2 separate regions of the Drosophila melanogaster genome follow, and region 1 is linked to region 2. A link is a contact called in public Hi-C data. All regions are on one chromosome and are shown on one strand. The core of a region is the stretch at or near the end of the contact, and the rest is flanking DNA. Distances in the headings are between cores, read along the strand shown.

Evidence for each region. A called contact is a pair of places that touch in the nucleus more often than the background predicts.
Region 1: a Hi-C map of the OSC cell line shows a contact between it and region 2, with 2.1 times the contacts expected there. The contact joins the enhancer-like site here to the promoter of ovo in region 2. A contact is called at or near these places in 4 of 107 Hi-C or Micro-C datasets (the OSC cell line, the S2 cell line, the Sg4 cell line and 1 more).

What each region holds. Positions count from the first base shown.
Region 1 is chrX:5,116,303-5,123,081 of dm6, forward strand. The region is part of intron 2 of CG15465; the gene reads left to right. The region is part of intron 2 of rg (rugose); the gene reads left to right. Among named protein-coding and RNA genes, the nearest start is that of Rpn13R, 12 kb to the right of the region's middle. Within about 2 kb of position 4,584, at least 7 of the 39 cell types and tissues checked have an H3K27ac peak or open chromatin away from gene starts, as enhancers often do.
Region 2 is chrX:5,045,644-5,052,324 of dm6, forward strand. ovo (ovo,) reads left to right here and starts at 2,630. Exons shown (of 4, transcript NM_001169202.2): 1 at 2,630-3,899. The coding sequence starts at 3,488. lncRNA:CR44833 (long non-coding RNA:CR44833) reads right to left here. Exons shown (of 4, transcript NR_123794.1): 2 at 483-511.

The DNA.
Region 1 (6,779 bases), core at 3,334-5,833, 73 kb after region 2:
CGAAAACTGCCGACCCCCCCCCAAATTTTCCGTTTGCGGGCAGCGGCAGAAAACTCACTACTTATGGGGCTGTGCAACATTTTTATTTGCGCTAAATTAGCCAGCGTCCCAGGAAAAAAAAAGGCGAAAAAGAAGGACGCTGTTCAAAATTCAATATCCACGGACGGTCGTGGGTTTAAGGGGCTCGCTGAATCATAAGTTTCAGTGCCACTTCAGCTCCCCCCCTTGAAAAAAGCACACACACTCGCATACCAATAGGTTGACTACACGGACTACTGTCTTTGGTCAAAAAAAAAAAAAAAAAAATAAATAAAAAAAAAATACAAATAAAAAGGAAGGCAACTGTTTCGAAAAGTTTTCTCGGCCAAAAAGTCGGGACACCAAATTGGAAATTTTATGCCATAGTTTCGACACCCCATGCCGCGCCCCCCTTTTCTGTCACTCCTTATTCTTTATTTTTATTTCAGGATATCTTTTTATTTGTTGCCTCTCATAAAACCGGCTACGTGATGGGCCAAGTCCGGGTTTTTCATTTGATGGGTGTGTCTGCTGGGTGGATTGGGGATTCGGTTGCATTTGGAGTTCTCGTTGCATGGGCATTATCCACTTAGGCAATTGCACAAAAAATTCGGAAGTAATGTTGTGAGCTCATTCACAATATATATATGTTCTGGCCTGCAGCTAACCATTATGTGAATAAGGGGTATCTAATAGTCGCTCTCACTTTATATTGCATTTCCTGATTAATTGTTAGGATTTTTACTCATGCTATTCCTCCTGTTTTCCTCTTTAAATCTAATAAAATTGAAATATTCTCGTTTTGCTTCTGTTGACAACCCCGCATGGAAGTTTCTACGTTTCGCTTTGCCGAGTCTTTCGGGGGCTCTTCAACTTGGGTTCCAAGTTTGATTTGAGGCTTGCTGGATTATGGATTATTTATTCATTCATAAATTATTTAAAGTTGCCTTCAATCCAACAACAAAAAAAAAAAAAGGTTTCGGACTCGCTTAAAGTTTGCCAAAAGTTTGAGCGGCTAAACCAGAACCAAAAATAAGAAAAAAAAGTACTTTCAGCTGCGGAAAGTTACATAACCTGTTGCTAAAATATTTAAAATGTCGCACAAAGGTGGAATCTCTTGCGTATAGTAGTAGTATATTGCATGTGTTTGTGTGAACGTCCTTAAATATTCCATGGCAGTTGCTGCCAGGGTTTTTATATTATATTTATTTCATTAGGCAGCAACTCCTTGGTGTATATTTACCAGAACTTCATCTTGTTTCAGCCTTGCTGTGTTCAGCTGCCTGTGTTGTGTTGCACAAGGACTTTGATGTCCTTGTCCGGTCTAGTTTTTAAATAATAAATTGCTTTCTGAAGCTTGTGTTCTGTTCCTGGCTGTATTCTTGTTCCCCCCAAACCGACCGATCCAACCATCCAACCATCCAACCAACCAACCAGGCAGCCCTTTCTTCTTCTCCAGGCCATAAAATTTCATTAAGAATTTAAATCAAGCTTGACCTCTGGCCTTTGCATCTCTCGCTTCATCGGCCAGGTGATGGTGTTAAGTTTGTTGTTGTTTTAGCCCAGCATTTTATTTCGGTCGGATTTGGGTCTCTTGCATATGCCACTTGTTAGTCAAGGCTTAGATTTCTGCCCCTTGGGGGGCAATCTTTCATGTTTCGAATGAGTGATATCATTATGGTAACGGAAATCCTGAACGAACGGAATAGAGTTGATTAGCCTAGCCAGTGGTCACATCGTTTTACATTATATAATGGTTTCGAGCAAGCATCGATAACTTTGCGTCGGAAACAAGCCACCAACATCCCCAGACAACCGACCAATATATGTATATGTATAATCCAACTTGCGCTGCATCCACATTTACGTGTACGTTTGGCTAATTGAGTGACTCTATATGAAGCTCTCTGAGGCTAACTTTTGTTGTCCAACTTTACTGTGCGTGCATGCATGTAGTATGTGTGGGTGTTGCATCTATGCATGTGTATGTGTCTGCGTTTATTGTTATGCAACGAGAAGTGAACCAAAAAAAGTTGTAACTCTGTAATTGAAAATATGTTTGCATGGAAGGCGACTCAATTCATTCATGCTGGTACTGCTACTCTCAAATCGAGCCGAACCAAGCCAAACCAAACCAAACCAAACCGAACCGAACCGAACCGAATCCAAGCCAAACCAAACCAAACCAAAAAAACACGCCCATTTCCATTGCCAACTTTTCACCATCTTGCCAACTCATTTGAAGCCCTGCAGCAGCATGGCAATTGCTTGTGGAGCGTGGTTATATTGAACATTCCGGATTCGAGGGGATTGTCAGGGGGGGGGGGGGGTTGGTGGTGGATGTGTTGAGGTGTAGGGAAGATGGGCGAAAAAAGGGGGCGGTCCATGGGCGTGGAGAAGATTGAAAGGGGTTGCGATTGCTAAAGGCGCTGGGGCAATAACAGCCGCAGCAATCCCAGAAACGGATGTTGTAAACTAACTGCGGATCTCACTATGCACTCGAAAAAAAGAAAAAGAAAACCATGCTCGAAAGTTGTATGAATAAAAGCAATGGGAAAATGGAATGGTAATTACACATGAGTAATGTTATAAAAAACTTATATGTAAAGTATACGCACAAAATTGCAATCAAATGTGTTTGTACATAACTATGGTGTGTCCACTGAGACACCAGCTTTTGGTAACTTTCATCATCAACGACTAAGTAGTACTTGCATTCTTTGAGTGTACTATCCACTTTGCATTCAACCATGCATATGACAAAAGTTATGGCATGCAGCTTGGCCTGGCCGAAAGGAACTTGAAGGGGCATCGGCTCCTGGGCTCGGTCAAAAACAAAACTTTGATTTGCACTCAAATGTGAACGAACCCACCCCTTAACCCCTTCAATTGTGCAAAAGGCGAAACACCCGTCACCTCCCAATCAGCCCCCCCCCCTCTCCACCACCGACCCTCAACCCTTCCGCTTTGTCCTGGATGGCGCCAACCGTTTGTGGAGCAGAGAGAAAGTTCTATTTGCGCTTTGTGGTTAGTTAGCTATGCGTACAGTGCTTCCCAAACCTTGTTGCGGAAGGAAGTGCGGCAGGGAAGGGGTTGTTCGAAAAGGGGTTTGAAGGGGGGGGGTTGAGAACGGGTTAGTCCCTTTCGGATCGCCAGCTAACTCGCTTGCATACATACAAAATGCACAAACTTTATGAAAAAATCTAAAGCAATGCAGGAAGCGAAGATATAGGTACAGGAAGCGAGGCGGGAGAAAAGTCTGAGGGAAAATATTCTCGTTAAATTTTTCACATTTTTTATTTTAGCCACCAGAACGAGAGAGTTTATTCAGCTGCTGCAGCTTTGAACCAACAATTTGTAGGGATTTCGTTCTGGATTAAGTGTTGGCCAAAGTTTCCAATTTTATCTATATATATATATATATTTTTTTTTTTATTCTCGTTCTTCTTTAACTGCATTATGTGCTCGATTAAGAGAGCAAGCGAGAAATGTGGGACGGAAATTCGATGGTAAAATATTTAAAATTTTGTTGCCTTTGGGGCCAGTTAAGAAGATTAGTGAACAAGATAGACGAGTGGTTTTTCCAATGAAGTAGTTCTGAGCTAAAGCTGAGCCTTAATCGAAAACTGACTTATCGGATTGGCTGTGTTGTAAAACTTACATCAAGTCTGTTAGGTATTTTATCTTTTGTGTAAAGACGTTTAAAACACAGCTTAAATAAAACAACTAATTGTCTGCATTTCTCTTTTAATCCGCCTATATTAACAAGCCAAATATTTAAGTCTTTATAAACCTGAACCAATAAAACGTGCATAAAACTAATGTTTGCTATTTTCCTTCTCTTTCTCTCTTCTATTTTTAGGTAAGTCCTTTGGAATGAGGTACGATGGCAACTGCCTTTACCAACACTGGCACCTCCAATTTATACTCAGACCTTGACACGACTTTATGGAGTTGGGAGGGCATTGTTTCTGCGGTAGGCAATTTTATTGGTTGATTGAAAAAAAAGGCGGATTTTTTTTTTGAATGGGCAAAATGCATTCAAAAAGGAAGCTTATTGTTTAATAAATAAAAGGATGCTCTTTCTTTAGGACTATGCGGATAATTTGTAATAAAAATTACACTCTTAATAAACTGTAAGTAGCTGGTATAATTTGTATACGCTATCTGTGTTTGTTGCTGTATCCTTGTATACTTTTTAACGTCTACAGCAATCAGTATGAAAGAATTTCGAGTGGCAATGTGTTAAACAATACAGGCAGGTTACAGGAGGTGGAGAAAGTGTAACGAAATGAAATTCGCAACAAGAGCAAGGAAACACAAAAAGGTAACACTCACGCACACACACATGCTTGGCTACGGGAAAAAGTGAAATTAGTCATTTGTAGCGAGCAGTTTTTAAGGAAGCACAATTGGCGGGGGGAGGGGGGGCGTGGGTTGGTAAGGGGTGGTAAAAAACAAAAAAGGAGAATTAAGAAAGGTGGGCGCAAGTGGGCAGGGGCGTGGTCGGACACGGCTGTTGCACATTCTCATCGCATGCAATTTGCGCTGGAACTTTGCCCTCCTTTCGAGCATTGTGTTTGCCATTGAACACGCACACTGAATGGCACTGCGAGTGTGTGGGCTGCTATGCCAGTGTGGGTGTGTGTGTAAAACCATTGTTCACAGACACACTCCCACACACAGACACCTCGAATTGCTGTAAATGGGCTCACGGGCAGCATTGTTGCTGTAATTGTTGCAATTGAGCGTAGTTCAGAACAATAGCCACCCACACTACTCATTTCACCCACACACACACATATATATATTTATATGTGTATTTATGTATATATACACATGCATATCGAGCTCACAATGTGTCACGCAGGCCTTCACTAATGTTTTTTCTTAGGTTTTTTTTTTATGCCAACTTTTTGTCCTAGCAATTTGAGGCCATTGAAATGGGTCCATTTGTATGTGTGTGTGTGCCTGATAAATTATGGAATTGTTATCCATAAGTGTTGGAAAATAGATTTTTATTCAAGTAGTAGAACGGTATTTGTTTAGTTGTCAAGAACCAGAAACTGTTCGAAATTGTAGCAAATAGTAAAAAATAGTCTTGTAAAAGTGTTTGTTATTCAAGGGGATTAACATCTTAATTGGTGTAAAAAGTATGAAAAAATACTTGTAATAAATTTGCAACACTTTTGATCCAATAAACATTTAAACCATTTTTCGAACGCTTTACGACTATCTTTCATCTTTGACATATCGTTGGCATTTACCATGTTCCATTTCGTTGGGGTGTCTTAACCTTGTGCCAGCAAGAAAAATGTCAATTTCCTCGAGAAAATGCTTCTCTAGATTTTTACATTCAACTGCAACTTGGAATTGTCGATGTGGGGGGAAATGGCAGAGGATAACATACAAGCAAAACCTAATTTACACGCCAATATCATGTCGTTTCACACTCGTGTGCCTGTGTGTGCGTGTGCTGTATGCTGTGTGTGTGTTTGCCATCTAGCTCGTACAAATACAAATACCAACATCAGGCACTCAAACACATACTCCTGCCGCTCACACACAAATACACACACACACACACTACACACATACATAAAAATGAGGTCAATAACAGGTAGATTATCAAATAACTATTACACATTGCGTGTTGTAGGAGACATGAAGCCGACAACGACGAAGGCGACAGCTATACGGTTAAGGATGTGGATGCGGCTTTAAGCACTGAGAATAAATGTTAGTTAATAGAAAATAAATATTTTTTCCAAAAAAAATTGATGGATTGCTGAAAAGTATGCCTTAAATATGTTCCCATCTTCTCAGTATGCCTTAATAAAAAAAAAACTTTTTTTAGAAATTGTAAGAACCATCATTTATTCCCACACTGTAGCTGTGGTTTCTCGTAAATCGAAATGCTGCACTGAAAACATATTGCCCTCGTGCCGCACATCCGTCCAAAGCTTGTGGCACACACTAGAGTCTTCATAAGTTGGCTTCGTTCGCTCATCTCTTGTTTCATCACCACATCCTTCGTTCCATCGTTTCCTCGTTCCCTAAACTCCACCCACTTTTTGGCACCTTCACTGCTGCTCTAGGAGCGCCGCCCACTTTTGCTTTCCTTGGCATTTGGACAAGTGGCCCCGGTTCATGTGGTTAGCAATCAACGCCTATACGGCTTGTCTTGCACCACCCACCACAAAAACCCTAATATCCCCATACCCAATTCCAATTCCAATTCCCATTCCAATTCCAATCTCCATCGGCCATGCGTGAAGGTCAATTTATCGCCTAATGACGTTGAACAATGACAAGGGATTCGAGATTCTGGAAACTGTGGAAACGTAGCGAACATTTAGTTTGATTTATCTAGTTGGAAAAACCGAACATTAGGGCCAGACAATCAATAAATTTCACCGTGGATTTGAAATTGCTGGCATAAATATTAATGTATGTAAATTGAACTTATTTATCTGTTCAAATATGCATTCATATTTTTGGTAGATGTAAAAATGTATAAAATACACCTTTCTTGTTAAATACAATAGATAAGTCGTTAAGTGAAGTGTTTCAAATGAACTAATGCATGCATTACATTTCAGAATGCATAAAGCAACGTAGATTGTCCTGAAAGAGGTCAGCTAATCGGATCTAATATTTACACTCACTTGAACCTAATGAATATTAACAATAGCTGAACAAATGCATGTTTCATTGCCCATTGGGAAGGGTTTATTTTATTGTCTTGGGAATCGGTTCGA
Region 2 (6,681 bases), core at 1,380-3,879:
GCAGACACTAACAACGAGAAAATTCTGTTGGCTCCGTGGGCCCTCTTCTACGCCCATACCGCCCCCTTCTTGGAACGAACCCCACCCAACCTAAACAAGAACCCAACTACCAAAGCCAAAGTCAAGGCATTAACAGCCCAGTGAACACACTCACACACTTGCCATGTGCAATTCCACACTTACGTACATCGGTATAGATGTATACATATAGACAAGATATATATATATATATATGGATCTGGCAAGCAGTGTCGGTCGTGGTCTATACCTTTGGTGGCCTAGGTCTGGGCCAACAACAAAAACCAGCTCGATTCTCATTGGGTTCGCAATCAAGAACTTGAGATTCGCTTTTGGTTAGAGATCTCGATCCACTATCTGAACTTTGGGCTTATATTATAGTCGCTTCAATAACCATTTTAGAATAATAAAGCTTTAAACTAAACTAGTTGCATTTTAAATTTTCGCTGAGAGTTTTAACTTACTTTTTATCTGCAAGGGTTTCAATTAGATTCTGAAAATAAATCAAAGAAAATCAATTATTATTTCGTATAGAACTATTTGCAAAAAATATATAGACATAATACAAATTCTCGCTTTCAAGAACATTCTATGTACACAATGTACATATAATCAAATCTTTTAGTACAACCAAAATCTGTGCATATTTTCGTTCTGGACCAGAACACTTGCATTTTGGCCAACGAGCGGCTTTTTGAGTGAGAGTGAAGTTGGCGCAGGAACAATGCAGCAACAACAACGCAGGGGGGGGGGATGTTCTTCAGAAGGCTCCACCGACCGAGAAGAAGAAGAGCCAACGGAAAACCTCTACTAACGCCAACATCATGACATTAACATTGCCGCTGCCTCAACGGCAAAGTCACAGTCAAAGCCAAAGTTAGCAACAGGTTTTCTGTGCCTGCCACTTCGGCCTCAGATTCTCAGAGCCGCTCTTTCTCCAATTCTCTCGCGATACACATCGATGCACGGAAATAAAATGAGTTTCAGATAATTGAATTACAAATTCTACCGATTATTTTCAATCAGAGGCCAACATTTTAAAAATGTGTTATTTCTTAAAATTTTAACTTGATATGAAATTAAAAAAAAAAAGGATTAAGTTGATCCTCAGTTTTATGTTATTATTCTATTAAGTTTTGAAGGGGCAGCGCACTAATTTCTTATGGTGCACCTCTCTCACCTGCGAACGAGGCTTCGTTTTCAGTTTCGGACGTGAGTTCGTCTTCGTTTTTACCTTCGGCTCGTTGCTCTCTCTCTCTCTACCTCCGCACACCAGCTCAAAGTTAGCTGTAAATTTGTTACGTCGCCGCAAAAGAGCGTATGCGTGCGTGTATGTATATGAGTGTGTGTGCCACACAGGTGTGCGACGCTCTGAATTCGCCGTCGCTTACATCACTTGCTCTCCATGTGTGTGTGTGTGTCGGTGAAATAACGTTAGTTATCCGTTGGCAGCGCACCTGTGCGGGTTGAAAAGAGATGGAGCTAGGCCTTCTTATTTGCCATTCTAAGCGCATTCTAAGCGATCTTCTCTCACACATACAAACGCATGCGCACAAGGATTTAGGGGAAGGAGAGAGCTGGTGAAAGAGAGAGAGAGAGAATGAGACGCACACCTGAGAGCGAGAAATGCCTGCGTTGCCAACTATTTTGCCGTTTAATTTCGCTTATATGGGTACATTTTTCCATCTTACTTGCCGCTGTTGCTTCTTCTTATTTGGCTCGTTATTTCTTCTTATTGTATTTACCGCGGTTCTCTTTCCATCGTTGTACACAAACACACTCGCACAGATATAATAATGATGAAATTCTTCAAGGGCCACAATCATGCCTCCTTTTTTGGGGTTCTTTTTATCGAAAATCAAATGACTTAGGAAACAAACTAGCCAGAATATTTAATTATAATTAGGAGGATATTTAAAAACATTATTTGCAAACTATTTCATTTAAACAAATCGTTTTAATAATTGATATCTATTGATAGGCTTAAGAACATTTAAGAAAAATATCTATTTAAATTTAGCTTTAATTCAATTATTTTAAGATGTGCTGTAAATACAAAGTCCTTAGTTCGAAAGTACAGTACAAAATTAACAAAAAATGACCGGAACATAAATATTTATATTGAAATTTTTCTAAATTTTCTATTAATTTGCCAATCCAACCAAATTCTAAGTACCACAAGTACAGCTCGCGGTATCGGGTAAAAACGATCTCAGCCGGCAAATGGCCAAGGCGAAGATTCTTGATCATGAGCGTGATCATCATTATCATCACTACCTTGACTCTGAGGAGGGAAAGAGAGGGCGCGTCAGAGAGACAGAGAGAGAGCGCGAAACTGCATGAGAAACGTTATGTGAGCGAAATGAGGCAACGCACACAAAACACTCTCACTCTCTCTCACACAGGTGCGCTTGGTTCGCCGTTTCGCCGCTGTTTTTCTCACCTGAGCAACGGCGAATATCTCGTTATTTTCTGACTCATACGAAAGGGAAGTTTCGCTCTTTCTCTCTCTCTCGATTTACGGTGTTTTAAATTCGCCGTCTAACTGAGTTTGTTGTAGCGGCGAGATCGATCGGTTGACTTTGGTTTGGCCTAACTGACTACCTCGAATACAGTAAGTTGCGAGCCGGCGTTGTGAATGCACGTGTTTTCGCTTAACTCACCTGGGCGAATCCCAAAGACCAAAGCAAACCATTAAACTCACATAAAACAATACAATTTATAAAAACGAAAACACTGTGTTGTGCATCAATCAATATAGTAATATATTGAATTACATCCATACAAAACAGAAACAAAATTTTTTTTGAGTAATATTTTTTACAAGTGCGCTGAATAACACAAATAAATCAAGAACCCAACAAGTGTTTGAAAACCCAAAAAATAAATTGGGAAAAACAAAAATTTCTCATAACCGAATATTTTTTTTTTTTGAAAACTTGGGGGAAAAATCAACACTTTTTTCGACAAGTCACCGAAAACTTAAAAAAAAATTGATTTTTCAAAAAAAGAACCAAGACTCGACACTGCCGAAAAGGCAATATTTTTCAAGTACATTTTTTCGAAGTGTTTTGACAAAACAAAGCAAAATTCTCGAACCAAAGAACAAAATCACGAAAGGACACCCCAAAACAATCCCTCAATTATAATTGACTTGACTTTGACTTGCAAAGCCGAAGAACTTTCAAAAGACATGAAGAGGGCAAAACAGAAGTTAACTTGAGCTCGGCTCATGACCAAATCAAAACTGAAATCAAGCAATTTTTTTTTTTTCAACACAGTGGACGAGCGGCGAACAAACATACACACACAATTGGATTAGTGTTTTGTTTATTTCGGACCCACTGTAACTGTCCCTCGTCCACCTGAAAATACGAAGAAATTCGTCGCCTCCTTGAATTCGTCGCGTGTCGCCGTCGCGTTTCGTTAAATCGCTTATCGTTCATCGCAAATCAACCGATAATCCATCATGCCGAAGATTTTCCTGATCAAAAATCGCCTGCATCAGCAGCAACAGCGCTTGCTTGAATCGCAAAACTTGCTGCAGCACAAGAATCAGGATGATGAGCGCTTGGTGCCGCCCCTCAGTCCAAGTGGGAGTGGTAGCGGCCCCTCGCCAACGCCCACATCCCAACCACCACCGGAACCGCAAGGTCAGGGGCAACAGGTGCTCGGACAGGTGCCCGATTCAGATCAACAGCCACTGAGCCTCACGCGCAAACGATTCCACCATCGTCGTCACTACTTCGGACAATCGCGCCACAGTCTCGATCATCTCAATCAAAATCAGAGCCCGAATCCAAATGCAAATGCAAATCCCAATCAAATACAAAATCCTGCGGAATTGGAAGTCGAATGCGCCACTGGCCAAGTTCAAAATGGTAAGTTGAACTTTTCTAAAACAGAGTCTAAAAATCTTTTCGCTGCCTTATACATAAATACACCTTTAGGAGCGATTAAATTTCCGTTTGCCAAACCGTTGTCACATAAATGCGTTCTGTTACTTGTTTGGAATACTCGAAGCACAAAATATCAAAGAACAACGCAAAGAATTTTAATTTACTTGGATAAATAATTGCTACAAATCTGTCAGTCAGTTTTTTTTTTTTTTTTTGGCCGATGGCAAATCGGCTGGCAATACAATGCGCCATATCTATTGCCTGGAAATCTTTTCAAATTTCAAGCTTCACTTTTGGGCAGCTTTTGTTATTGCTTTTCGCCCACACCATAACGAACTCGTCCCCAGTGTATCTTTGTATCTTTGTATCTATATCTGCCCTGTCTATCTTCCATTCTCCAAAACGGAGCTATGGGTTTACTTCGACATCAATCACTTTCATTGAATTTCGTAAGCGTATTATTTCGTTTTATTTATTTTTTTTTTTTATTTTGCCAAAAAAGCCAAGCAGAGTTCTCATGTCTCTGTTCTGATCTCTGTTTTCTGTTTTCAGTTTTCTTTTTATTTTCTGTCTGTTTCTGTTATATAATCGCCCAGCATGCTTATTAAGTCATTTCGATTTAGGCGGTGGTCTTAGGTTAAAGGTTTAAAATTTTCATAAATGATTAGGCGAGAAGAACTTTCTTCGTTTTCGGGGCGAGTTTTATTAATTAAGTTCTTTTCGATTTTATTTGAAAGTGAATTTCGTTCAGCGTTCTTTTGGCGTTTTTTTTCGCTAAAGTCTTTTGTTTCTAAGCATTTTTTAACTGCCCTTTGTCTGGCCTTAATTATATCTATATTTTTATGCAACCATTATGGCTCGACTTCACTTCAAGAGTAGCTTCTCTCACACGCAGCCTCATAATTTTGCCCCTTACGCAGGCATTATATTTCATGGTTATAGCTTATATATATTATTTTCACGGAGCGCGTAGTTGAGTGCTATATACAACATTTATTAAATTAAATAACATGTTACGTTCTCGGTTCCTCCCGGTTTATCGCCAAGCCAACCAAGTTCCCTTCATCATCTCTATCGCCCATCCACTTAAAAATGTATTATGAACGCTTCCGCTGTATAATTTTTATGAGTTCTGCGGATATTGTAATGGAAGTTATTTGAAGGGAAATCGTTTCGCAACGTTATATTCTCAAAGAAAAAATTTTTAAATTGGATAGAATTACACAGAAGTTGGTGAGCTCATCGGATTCGCATAACTTCATAACTAACACTTTGAAGTTTTAAGTTCCAACTTTGATCAATCTATGCAGGATTTAATATTATTTAGGTCTTGCACTCTAAACATGTGTTCTCATGCTGCTCTGATTTCAAAGAACCCTCTGGTCACACTGCTTGTTCACTTTTTTTTTTTTTTGTTCAATTACCGCTCGCTGTTCGTGTTTTTCTTGGCTTTAGTGGGCTGTGCCCATGGCCAAGAACTTCACACACTTGAGCGCACACTCACACACTAGAGCGAAGCTAGAACGAACGAAAAAAAAAAAATTATATAACTACCAAAGTACAAGGTACTAAAAGCCAGATACAAGAAAAAATCTCCTCTCAACCACGCAAAAGTACAAGTTTTGCCAGAAGATGAAGAACCAAAGCCAAAGCAAAAAGAAACGGAAAAAGAAAAAGAAAAGAGTGCGGAGCAGAAAAAGAACTTCATTTTGTTTGGTTTTGCAGCCTAGACTTGAGCTAAAGTTCCAACTACACACAATGACTAAGAAGATCATCATGACGATCATGAGAGCCAAGTTCAGTTGAGGAGGTGGAGCAGGAGAAGGTGGTTTGGGGATGAGGACGTTGGGTGGGGTGCATTGTAGGTACGTCGTCTGCCATTTGGCCTAAGCAAAGTCAAGGCAACTGGCCATAATAAAACTTGTAGAACCAGTCGAATTGAAGACTGGGGAGAAGAAACTCACCAGAAGAGGCAGGAAAGGCAAAAGAACAGAGCTTGTGAAATGCTAAAGGGCCTTGGAGGATGAACATTGCTACAGGAGAAAAAGCAAAATGCGAACCAAGATGCTCGAGAAAAGCGAACCAAACCGAACCAAAACGAACCGAACTGAACTTCATGCATATATGGACAAGAATTCCTCCTAGTTTCTTCGCCCGCCACAGCTGGAAGTTATGAGCATAACTTCCTGTTACATTTTCCTCTATCTTCAGTCAGCGATCTTTATGCCGCGAATTTCTCTCGGGCCACTAGTAAAAGTTAATAAATAACCGAAAGGAAATTCATTGATCGACCGATCGGCGATAAGGAAATTTCCAAAAATAAAGGAGAGCGATCAATGCAAATTCTGCAGCTGTTAGAACTGCAAGTTCAATTGCACACACAGAGCTTACACGCAGATGTTGCAATCCTCGAGCGGAAGTTAGCGAAAGGTTCCCTTAAAGACCTCGCGACCCTTCTCCAGAGACAAGTTCAGCGAACCCTCTCCAAACAACACTCACCATCTCAAACAAAACCAAAAAAAAAAAAAAATAAACACAGACGACGACGAGTCAAAAGCAAAAGTCAAGTGGTAAATGAGGTAAATGGTAAGGTAAATGCAAAAAGAGAAAGACAAGGGGGCAGTAGTAACAGAAAACAAAACCCAAAACCCATTACTTCATAGTGCCAGTGCTGAGATTTTCTTCGGAAATCAAATCAATTCTATTGTTTATTCAATTAAGCGCTTGATCCCCCAGACGATTCGCTCTCCGATCTTCAACTAAT